2 separate regions of the Mus musculus genome follow, and region 2 is linked to region 1. A link is a contact called in public Micro-C data. All regions are on one chromosome and are shown on one strand. Each heading gives the region's core, a stretch centred on a gene start, on an enhancer-like site or on the middle of the called end of the contact. The rest is flanking DNA. Distances are from core to core; before and after follow the strand shown. Region 1 has its middle 38 kb from the start of Mir7025. Region 2 overlaps Kit (KIT proto-oncogene receptor tyrosine kinase).

Region 1 (4,976 bases), core at 2,135-4,634:
TTCTTTCTTTCTTTCTTTCTTTCTTTCTTTCTGTTTTGTTTTGTGACAGAGTTTCTCTGTGTAGCCCTGGCTGTCCTGCCACTCACTTTGTAGATCAGGCTGGCCTCGAACTCAGAAATCTGCCTGCCTCGGCCTCCCAAGTGCTGGGATTAAAGGTGTGTGTCACCACTGCCTGGCTATACTTCCCTTTCTTATACATCCTCCACACATCAACTAGAGAAATGGCCATTTTAAAAAAAAAAACATTACAACCGGTACTGTTGCTTCCCGGCTCAAGGCTAACCAGTGGCTTCTTATTGTCTATAGGGAAAGTCCAACTCAATCAGGAGTTAAGTGACCCTGTTTCCATTGCTGTGTGCCTCTCTCCCTTCATTCTGGTCGAGCTGCTTGCTTCTCTTCTAACTACTGTAATATATTCTTTGCTATTCCAGGCCTTGGCACATGGCCTTCTCTCTGCCTGGAATGTTCTTTTCTCTGAGTGCCACCATGTCTTTGTTTAGCGAGTCATACTGCTTCCCCCTTTCCCTTGAGATAAACTCATAGACCCCCTAAACCATGCCTTATTACAGAGCATCCCCACAGCTCGCTCGCTGCCTTTGTCTTTCAAATGCTCATCCGTCTTCTGATTGCCGGCTGGGCTGTGGGCTTCACGAGGCCAGTCTTTTGGTGTCTCTAGTGCCCATGATGACGCCCGGCATCTGTGCATACAGTGACACGGACCATCAATCATTTACCCTTAACTCAAAAACGTTTGTTGAAATTCTTGTCCTCATTCACGACTCAGCTGCTGAAACGAGCGGGGTTAAACGACTCTGTCTTAGTTCACAGGAAGAATCCTGTTCTTTCATCCATCTTTGGCTATCCTGGGTGTAAGGCAGGAGAGGGATGCTAGAGGAGTTCGTGTAGAAGCAGCTGACTAGGTGCTTCCCTAGAGTGAGACAGGGCTTCTCGAGCTAGGGCATTAGGAACCACATAGCTTAGCATTGGGAGGGACAGGAGAGGAACGAGAGGGAACCAGCCAGAACACCCCAACTCCAGCTCTCATTGGCATTTCCACTTCCAGCCTTATCCTGGGCATTCTGTAAATGAAATATGAGACAAGTCATCTCAGACAACTTTTAAGCAATTAGTTCCCCTTTGTGCAGCCTCCTTGGAGACAAGAGAAACAATCTGGGAATCTGTCCCAGGTTCTTCCACCTACCCTCTGCCCTTTCCCTACCATTTTCCCACCTCCACACTCTAGGCCCTCTGCTGGCTTGTTCTCGTTGGGACCCTCATGTGCTAAGTTAAACATGATTATGTTCATCTTCCTTCAGGCTCCTGGATTGGGCCATGGTGGTGGCTAGGTGGTGTGGTGGCCCTGTGAGCTTGTGGCCTGTCAGTTTCCAGAGGCATTGAACATGAAGAACTTGGATATATTGAGAAAACAGGAAGGGGCTCTCTCAATCAATCATATTTGCATTTGGTGCTGGAGACTGGACCTGGAGCCTTGTGCATGTTAAATATGTTCTCTACCTTTGAGCTACATACTCTTAGCCTCCTAGGCTAAAGCTTTGTGTATCAAGATAAATAAAAATATAGTTCCCTAAAATTGCTTTTACTCAATATGCGCGCATGCGCACACACACACACACACACACACACACACACACACACCATTGCACCACATACAGAATAAGAATTATGAGGGGGAGATCTGAGAGTGCCACACCACCAGCTGCTCTCTGTGGTCATCAGCCATGGCTTATGGCCAGTTGACAGCCTCAGCATCACTTGACAGACAAGCACTACTTTGTCCTACAGAGTTAGCCCAGGAGCGATGCTAAATTGCCATCAAGACTGCGTTCTGTGGGCCTCTTTGAACACCTGGACTTCTCAGGAGCCTGTTCTCTTCCTGCCTTACCTGCAGGAGAGCTGAAGATGAGGAAACAGGATTCTTCCTGTGAGATCTGTGACCTTGGGTGGCCAGGGGTGGTGGGAGCTGGTTGAGTCCACCTAGTCCCAGGCCCAGTGGCTTACCTGAACAGGTGCCGGACCCCAGACATGGGAGACCTTTGGAGCATCTTTCCTTTCTCTCCGAAGCTGCACATTGACCACAAGAGGGAAGCATCACACCAAATTCGTCCTTGGTCAACCTGCTCTTTGTTCTGGCTTTCCAATTGTCATCTAGGCGGAAGGCAGGTGAGCTCCTGCTGGCAGGAGACTGCTGCTTAGCCAGGGGGTCAGGTCTGCCTGGGGTCTTGAGCACAGCCTTCTAGTCAGGAGGTGCTTTGTGAATAGTCCTCACCATTGATGAACACTCGGCGTTTAGTCTAATATTAATATTAAATAAAGCACGGAGAAAGATAGGTCTGGGGAAATTTTTAGATTCTTAAGAGTTTTCAAATGTCGAAAATACTTAGAATCGAAGGATCAGCTTCCAGGGTTGGCCCTGTGATGTGTCCTGAGTGGCGTGCTTTTAGATGGGGTTTTTACACTCACCTACTGTGTGACACACCTACTCCTTCCTGTCTAGATCCCAATGCTGTCTGCCATGAGAATGAAGCTAGAGACTGTGGACCAAAGTGCTGAGTCAGGAAGGAGACTGCGGGTGTCCTCAAGATGCAAGCCAGGTGAGCGCAGTCAGTGTACCTAAGGATTGCCCCATGCTGAGAAGGTCTTCCCAACCGATGTGTGTGTGTGTGTGTATGTGTGTGTGCACATCACAAAATAGCAAAAATTACATTTAAATCTTTGTTCAATTTAGAGTCTAGTAAGACGGTGCACATGGGCAAGCCCTGTGACTCCAGAGATGAGAAGGAAGGTAGAGAATTTATAGTTACCCTGAAGGACATCATAACACCTTATCTAAAAAGAAGGAGGCAGAAGAGGAGGAGGAGCAGAAAGGAAGGGAGGAAAGAAGGAAAGAAGGAAGGAAGGAAGGAAGGGAGGAAGGGAGGAAGGAAGGAAGGAAGGAAGGAAGGAAGGAAGGAAGTAAGTTAAGAAAGAAATGGGCTCATCACAATATTCCCAATTTAAAACCAAAGCCCTGGAATGTGCCTACCTCTAGGAAAATCAAACCAGGCTCAGGTCAGCATGGGTCTCCTGGGACCTCTACCCGAGCTTTCTGATTACCTCCTCAACTCTTCTAGGAGTCATGGGGGGAGAGTAAGTTTCATTTGTTTCAGAACGAAGGGATTCTGGCAGAAAATTCTGGATCCTTCCTGGTTCCCTTGAGGAGGCAGGAGCGGGTCAGACTCCCCCTGTGGTGTCTGTGGCTTTGCTCCAGGCCCTTTGATCTCACAGAGTCTGCCGCATGCCCTACAGGACCTCTCCATGACTGAGTATTTCGCTTTGGTCTGCTCACTATGAGGAGGCCTTGGGTAATTAGAAGAACTGCCTTGGGCTCTTCTGACCTCAAACACCTACACAACAATGCTCATTACTTCCTGTTCTCTTACAGCTGTGGCCAGGCCTGGGCCATCCCCCAAGGGTCAGTGACCTTTCCCAGAATGCCAATCGAAGCAAGGCTAGCCAATAGGCATCCTCAACCTTTACCATGTGGAGAAGGGAGATTATGCCTCTTGGGTTAGGGAAGCTCTAAGGTGTGCCTCTTGCGCTCTCTCCTTTAAATACCAGTGGTGCAGTGAAGGATTTTGAAGGTGTGATTCAACTCTCCAGACCTGGGAGCATGAGACCATATCCAAGGGCAGGACAGAGAAGACAGAAGCCCTGGAAATGTGAGACAGTGTGAGAGGACTTTGTCTTTAAGGACTGTCACTGGGTGGCAGGTAACCCACAAGGTAAGGGCATGCCAGGCTGGCAACTAACAGCAAAGAAAGGAGTTTAGCTAACAACTAGCATGAGCTTGAAAGAGAGCTCTGCCCCCATTGCCCCCCCCAGGAGAAATGCATCCAGTTGACTCTTTGACTCTGCCTGGAGAGATCCTGGGCTGAGGGCTAGGAAGGACACGCTGGAGAACCGTGAGATGATGGAGCTGTGCTGTGCTAAGTCACCAAGTATGCGGTCATTGGTTACTTGGTGTAGAAAACAAACAGGATGCCTCTCTTTGGGGTAGGAGTCCCAGGATGAGGCATGGGAGTCTTCCAAAATTCCTCTTTATATGACCTTTTTCCTCCCCGCCCCCTTGTAATCTTCCTTCCCCTCCATAGCTAGACTGGTGGCCTCCTTGTTCCGTGGGAAAGACTATCTTTGCTGTAAGAGCCACTGTCATCACCAACCACCTAGAAATGGCTTCAGCTCTGAATATCCTAGCATGATGGAAGATCAACAGAGGATCTACCACACCCCCAATACTATCCCCATTTCCTGCTACAAAGATGCAAACAATGTGTGTGAATACCCGGAGAGCTGAGCTAGGAGAAAAACCATTCTTGTTTTGTTTTGTTTTTTTAAATTAAGTCTTTGACCTTTCTTGCAGTGATTTCCTCTTTTTTTTTCCCTCCCAAATCAATTCCTTTAATTAGTATTGCTTAACACCCTGATATTTTAAGTGCTACGGTGGCCCAAAATAGTCATTTCTCATTGTCAAATCATCTACCTGTATTTGGGAAGTTGGTCCTCATCACTAAGGGATGCGTACTTCACTAAGGGATGCGTACTTTCACTCTGCTGAAGCCTCTGAGCATCTAAGGCTTTTATTCCAGAGGGCTAATTTTACTTCACAATTGAAAGAACCAGCTAAGTCATTTTCATTTGTAGTCTAAAAGTTATATTTTAAAAAATTGATTAGTTTTGGAAGAGAATGGACTATATGCGTGACTTTCTGAGACTGTGTGTGTGTGCATGTGTGAGGGGGAGGCATGTATTTGAATGTGCCATGGTGTATGTATAGAGGTTGAAGGAGTTCTATCTTTCCTTCCACAACATGGGTCCTAGGAATCAGAGCAGTGGGGTGGAAGCATGCACTTACCCACTGAGCTCTCTCAGCAGCCCCAATAGTCAATACAAAATCAAATTGACTTTAAAGAATTTAG
Region 2 (4,929 bases), core at 838-3,337, 380 kb after region 1:
TAACAGCAGAGTGAGATTGGCGAGGGGTTGGAGGTGGGGTGGGGTACAAAAGCCAGGAGCTGGGTGCAGCTGGGCCCGCAGCTGGTGGCCCTCCAGAGACAGAGATGGGAGATCACCTCAGCTCAGGCATTGGAGACCAGCCTGAACAACATAGCAAAATTTTACTGATAAGATTAAAACAGTAGTAACAATCAAACCCCCAAAGCTGAGAAGCAGAAGCGCAGGCTACAGGAAAGGTGATCTGGGGAGGTGATTTTCTAGCCCCGGGCCTGCCCAGTGGTTAGGGCAGAAACTGCCGAAGCGAGGCAGAGGCAGGAAGGGTTCACATGCAGCAGAGCAGTTGGGTAGGAGGGGATGGAGAAGGTAGCCTCCCACCCCTGGCTTGCTTGGGCACCCCTGTTTGCTTGGGGCTTCCTTCTCTGGCGCTGGAGGACTACGCTTCTTCCAAGACCCCTGAGATTGCCCTCACCCCAGCCTCTTAGGCAATGCGACTGCAGGCTGCCCCTGTTACTTTTGTGAAACCTGGCCAAATCCGCCAGGCCTCACTCCACCGGTATTTCTCCCTTTGGACTCCTCTCTCGGTCGGTCCCAGCGGAGAGCCTCCGTCAACTTTGTGCTACAGCTAAATTTTCCTCAAAGGACTCGTTCCAAAATATGAGCGGCTTAATGTGTGTCTTACCCTAACTTGGGTGTCCTTGAGCCAGTATGGGCTCCTGTACCACTAGGCCACATGCAGCATTCCCCGAGCTACTTCTAGCTTGTCGGAGCTCTTCAATCCCCTTCCTCCTTCAGGGACCTTGGGCCTTGCCGTCTATAGCTCTGGTCTTTGTAATCTACCCCAAGCCCCAACCCCAGTAATTTCACAGACACTCCAGGTACCACCACTTTGGACTAGACGGATCCAAATATCCCTAAGTCTATTTTTCTTCTAATCACTTGACATCCACAATGTTCCATCACAGAGGCCTCTGACACGAGTGTCATCTTGTCTCCTCACTGTCCAGGGCCAGCTTGCCTGGAGTCCCCTTAAGCACTTAGAAATACGGTCCTCCAGCCATCTTGCTCTTCCTTGTTTCTCAACTGACTTTGTTCTAGTCTCATTTTCTCAGGGCAGACTCCCTCCTGTGGAAAAGCAGGTCCTGGGCTGGTCTCCCCACCCTAACTAACCCCCAGCTCGCTGCTCTTTTTCTGGGGGGGGGGGGGTTGTACTTGCGCTCTCTCTCATCCCACCCGCAGCCTGGCCGTACACTTTGTTCAACTTGAACTCTGAACTCCCGGAACCCCTTTCTGATCTCTGCTGACACTCCATCCCTTTTCACTTTAATCAGTTCACTTTAATGCAGATATTCCTTACGTTACAATAGTAGGAATGTTGATTTAAAAAAAAAACTTAGAAGTTATAAATGTATTTAATTAATACACTCAATCTGTCAGATATCCTAGCTTAGCTGAGCCTGAGACTCACAACTGTTAGCCCACAGTTGGGCCAACTAAGTTGAGCCCTTGTTAAAAAAAAAAAAAAAAAAAGGCACCCAAACACTCCATGCCCAGTTTCCAGTGAGGATGGCTTCTTAATGTTCCTAAGGTGAAGAGCCAAGGATGGATAGCCCTTTTGCCAGCACTGGCTTCATTGGTCTCTGGCTGGGAGCGTCCCTCCTCCAGCTGGGTGTGTGGTAGGCGGGTGTGCTCTTAGCCCTCAGCACTCCCTAAGTTAAATAGCGGGGCTGAGTTCCTGCTGGTCCTCGGAGACCCAGCTCACACCTGTTGTAGCAATTGCAGGCATGCCCACTTTATTAGGTTTACTTTCTCCTCCTCTCTTCTGCCAGCTAGCTCGCTTTTAAGCCAATCTTGACAGATACCTCTCTGCAGGAGCTGCTTTTAAAAACACCCTGCAAAGATACCTTGTCCTTTGTTTTGGGAGTTTTGAAACTGACTTAAGCGGCTGCATTGCTAGTGCTTGAAACATCAAGTTGGCTCATAAATCCAACAGACTCCGCACCAACTCAAAACGTATCACGTCTCTGAACGCTAGACAGAAATTTGCATTAGACAAGGGGTTGTTTCCTGGGGCCTGTGGCCTAGGAGACAGGAGAGTTTGTTTATTGTCTACACCTCTATGACCTTGGTGATGAATTCCGTCAGTACTGTTATCTTTGTACTACTGATTTAAATATGACCCAGAAAGCTCTTTGGAGACCTCAGAGTCTTGTGTCTGTGTGTGAGTGTGGTCACAACTGACCAGGAAGATACTTTGAAAGGCAGGTAGTCTTAGTAGTTTGAGCATAAAGTGATTTGATTTATTTCAAAGCACATGCTACCCTAAGTACATTTGATTTTTTTTTTCCTTTTAGTGTACAATATATAAAACAACAGGAAAGGATGACGGTCTTTGACACTACATGTAGCAAACATACCCGCTGTGGTGTGGTGTAGGATGGTGTTCTCGGTTACTGGCCCATCTCTTAGACACACCTTCTCATTCCCTACGCCTACTTGTTTATTGGGCACCATCTGCATTCCTGGACTCTAAGAAACTTGACTCTACAGAGACTGGTGCTGACTGTCCTGGAGGCTGAGCACTCACTGCAGGCCCAGCCCCTCATAGGCGTAGCTTACCCTGATTCCCTGACACCATCTACTTTGAAGATGCTCTCTTCCTCAAACATCTGTGTAGATTCCCCAGACTTGGGTATCATGGTTGCTTCCCCTGGAACCTTTCTTGGTCCTTCTGGGAAGCCCAATAGCTGCTCCCCTCTTTGATGGAACACATTGCTCCTTCCCTCCCCCTCTCTCTATTTCATTCATGTTATCTGTCTTCTGTGCAGGGCTCTGGGTTGCCCACCAGCACCGTCTTTTAGTTATGTGATAGATTCTTGCTGAAGGCATTGGCTTCTGCAGAGCAGCGTGCAGACAGACAGTGACCTCTGTGACCTGGCTTCCCTTAGTGTGCGGGTGACCCAGAGTCTCCCTATCCCTAGGATTGGCTTGAGGGCCCATGTGACATTCACTGAGCCCTTCCTTACTGTCCCCAGCTTAGTTCTATTCCCAGTATCCTCTTTGTAAGGACTCCAGGGTGTTGTAGGTAATTACCAGGATTCTTTCATCTTGGTTCTTACCCACTCTATTCCTATGGGGCTAGGCTGTAAAAGTCTGTCAAAAACAAAGTGACACTCCGGCCGTCAGACTTTCTTTTTACTATAAATGTAACTAAGCACAGAAACTGAGGAACATTTGAGCTACAAGGTCTAGAGGCTCTGTCTTCTCCTGGCCTACTTCTCCAAAACTAGACTTCGTAGGTTTCCTTCCCAACCATTTCTTTATCTGGTTCCTTATATTTACCTACAAAGAAGGAAAGACTTTAAAATGACTTCCTCACTTTTAACCCCATCTAGAACTCCAGGCGTTGCAGGGATTTTTTTTTTCTTTTTTTTTTTTTTTTTTTTTTTTTTTTTTTTTTAAAAGAATAAGGCCCTGGGAGTCAAAGCTAACAAACAGGAGCCAACCACTACTGCAGGGGCTGGCCAGAGACTGGCTCAGCCAGCCAGGAGGATTCCTGGCCGGGCCTCTGTTTTGTTAATTGCTACATTGTAACAAACACAGGTATTACCTTTGTTTTGTTTTGTTTATAAAGAAAAAAAATGCCACACAACATACTGTATCTTCAGTAGGGAGCCAAATTCTTTTCTTTGAGATTTGGTTGCTTTTGAGTTTCAGAGGAGTTCTCAGAGGTGTTCTGAGCAGCCGTCCTTGCTGTGCATGCTCCGTACACCAAATGCAAGCTCTGTGGATTGTAATTCGGTTTCCTCCCAAGAAGTTCTCCTCAGGCGTGCTGAATACAGGCTGCAAATTGGAGGCCCCCTCTAATCTTAATCTAATCTAAACGTTTCACCCACATTAAATCCAACAGTAGATCTCCCCCAGTGAGGCACCCCTTACGTGTGTGTGTGTGTGTGTGTGTGTGTGTGTGTACAGCAAATACTTCATACATGTAACTGATCCATAATATACTATCTGTATGCATCCTGGACAGGTTTGGGAATAAAGTCAGATGACTCAGGCAGTGTGAGACTTAGTTGGTCACCCTGGGGCACAAGTGTCTTGGGCTCCCACTTCTGTGGAGTCAGCATGAGCTTCTAGATCCTTCAGCTCAGAGTTAAAAGGCCTCTTTCAACACTTCAGCACTGGCTGCTTCGGACAGTGAGGAATTCAGGGTGTTTTGTTTTTGTTTTTGTTTTTGTTTTGTTTTGTTTGTTGTTTTTCCAATTGTTTTTAATGACACAATTTAAGCCACCCCTGGAGCCACACCTAGTTTTAGCTAAGAGTGAGCCAGGGCCAGCTGGAGAAGGCTAATGTGGTTCTGGTCCACGATTTTTGTTTGTTTTATTTTAACTTCAGGTTTTTTTGTTTGTTTGTATGTTTGTTTGTTGGCTTCTTTGAAACAGATTTTTTTTTCTTCTGTATAGCCCTGGCTAGCCTCACACTCTGAGATCTGTCTGCCTTTGCCTCCTGAGCACTGGGATAAAAGACATGCACCACCACGCCTGGCTTAATTTTAGTTTAGTTTTTTTTTTTTTTTTCTTTTTTCTTTTTAAATGATGGTGCAATATACTCAACATGGAATGTGCTATCCTAAAGTATCTAGTTCAGCAGCGATGAGAGGTACACAGTGTGGGACAGTCGCCATCCCTTCTCGTTTCCAGGGCCTCTTTCTCCTCCTGCCAGAGTGGCCAGTGATAAATTGAGCTGCTCTCCCCGCCCCTCCAGCCTCTAGTAACTGCCACTCTGCTTTCTGATTCTGATTTTCCCAAACCCAGGTATTTCATGTAAGGAAGGACATGTATATTTATTTATCTGTGTCTTTTCGTGTTGTAGCTCAACAGTACTTCATTCTTTTTTTATGGCTTACTAATATTTCATTGCATTAACACC

The links. Hi-C and Micro-C count contacts between places; a contact is called where the count stands out from the background.
Region 2: a contact with region 1 is called in a Micro-C map of trophoblast stem cells, with 2.7 times the contacts expected there. The contact joins two enhancer-like sites. A contact is called at or near these places in 2 of 484 Hi-C or Micro-C datasets (palatal mesenchyme and trophoblast stem cells), 6 of 115 datasets of contacts at active chromatin or transcription factors (the HPC-7 cell line, VIP interneurons, embryonic basal ganglia and 2 more) and 1 of 9 other capture datasets (embryonic stem cells).

Annotation. Positions count from the first base shown.
Region 1 is chr5:75,212,602-75,217,577 of GRCm38.p6, forward strand. No RefSeq gene overlaps it. Among named protein-coding and RNA genes, the nearest start is that of Mir7025, 38 kb to the left of the region's middle. Within about 2 kb of position 3,385, at least 7 of the 459 cell types and tissues checked have an H3K27ac peak or open chromatin away from gene starts, as enhancers often do. A contact at or near this core is called in trophoblast stem cells, where this site is marked.
Region 2 is chr5:75,598,119-75,603,047 of GRCm38.p6, forward strand. The region is part of intron 1 of Kit (KIT proto-oncogene receptor tyrosine kinase); the gene reads left to right. Among named protein-coding and RNA genes, the nearest start is that of Kit, 26 kb to the left of the region's middle. Within about 2 kb of position 2,088, at least 18 of the 459 cell types and tissues checked have an H3K27ac peak or open chromatin away from gene starts, as enhancers often do. A contact at or near this core is called in trophoblast stem cells, where this site is marked.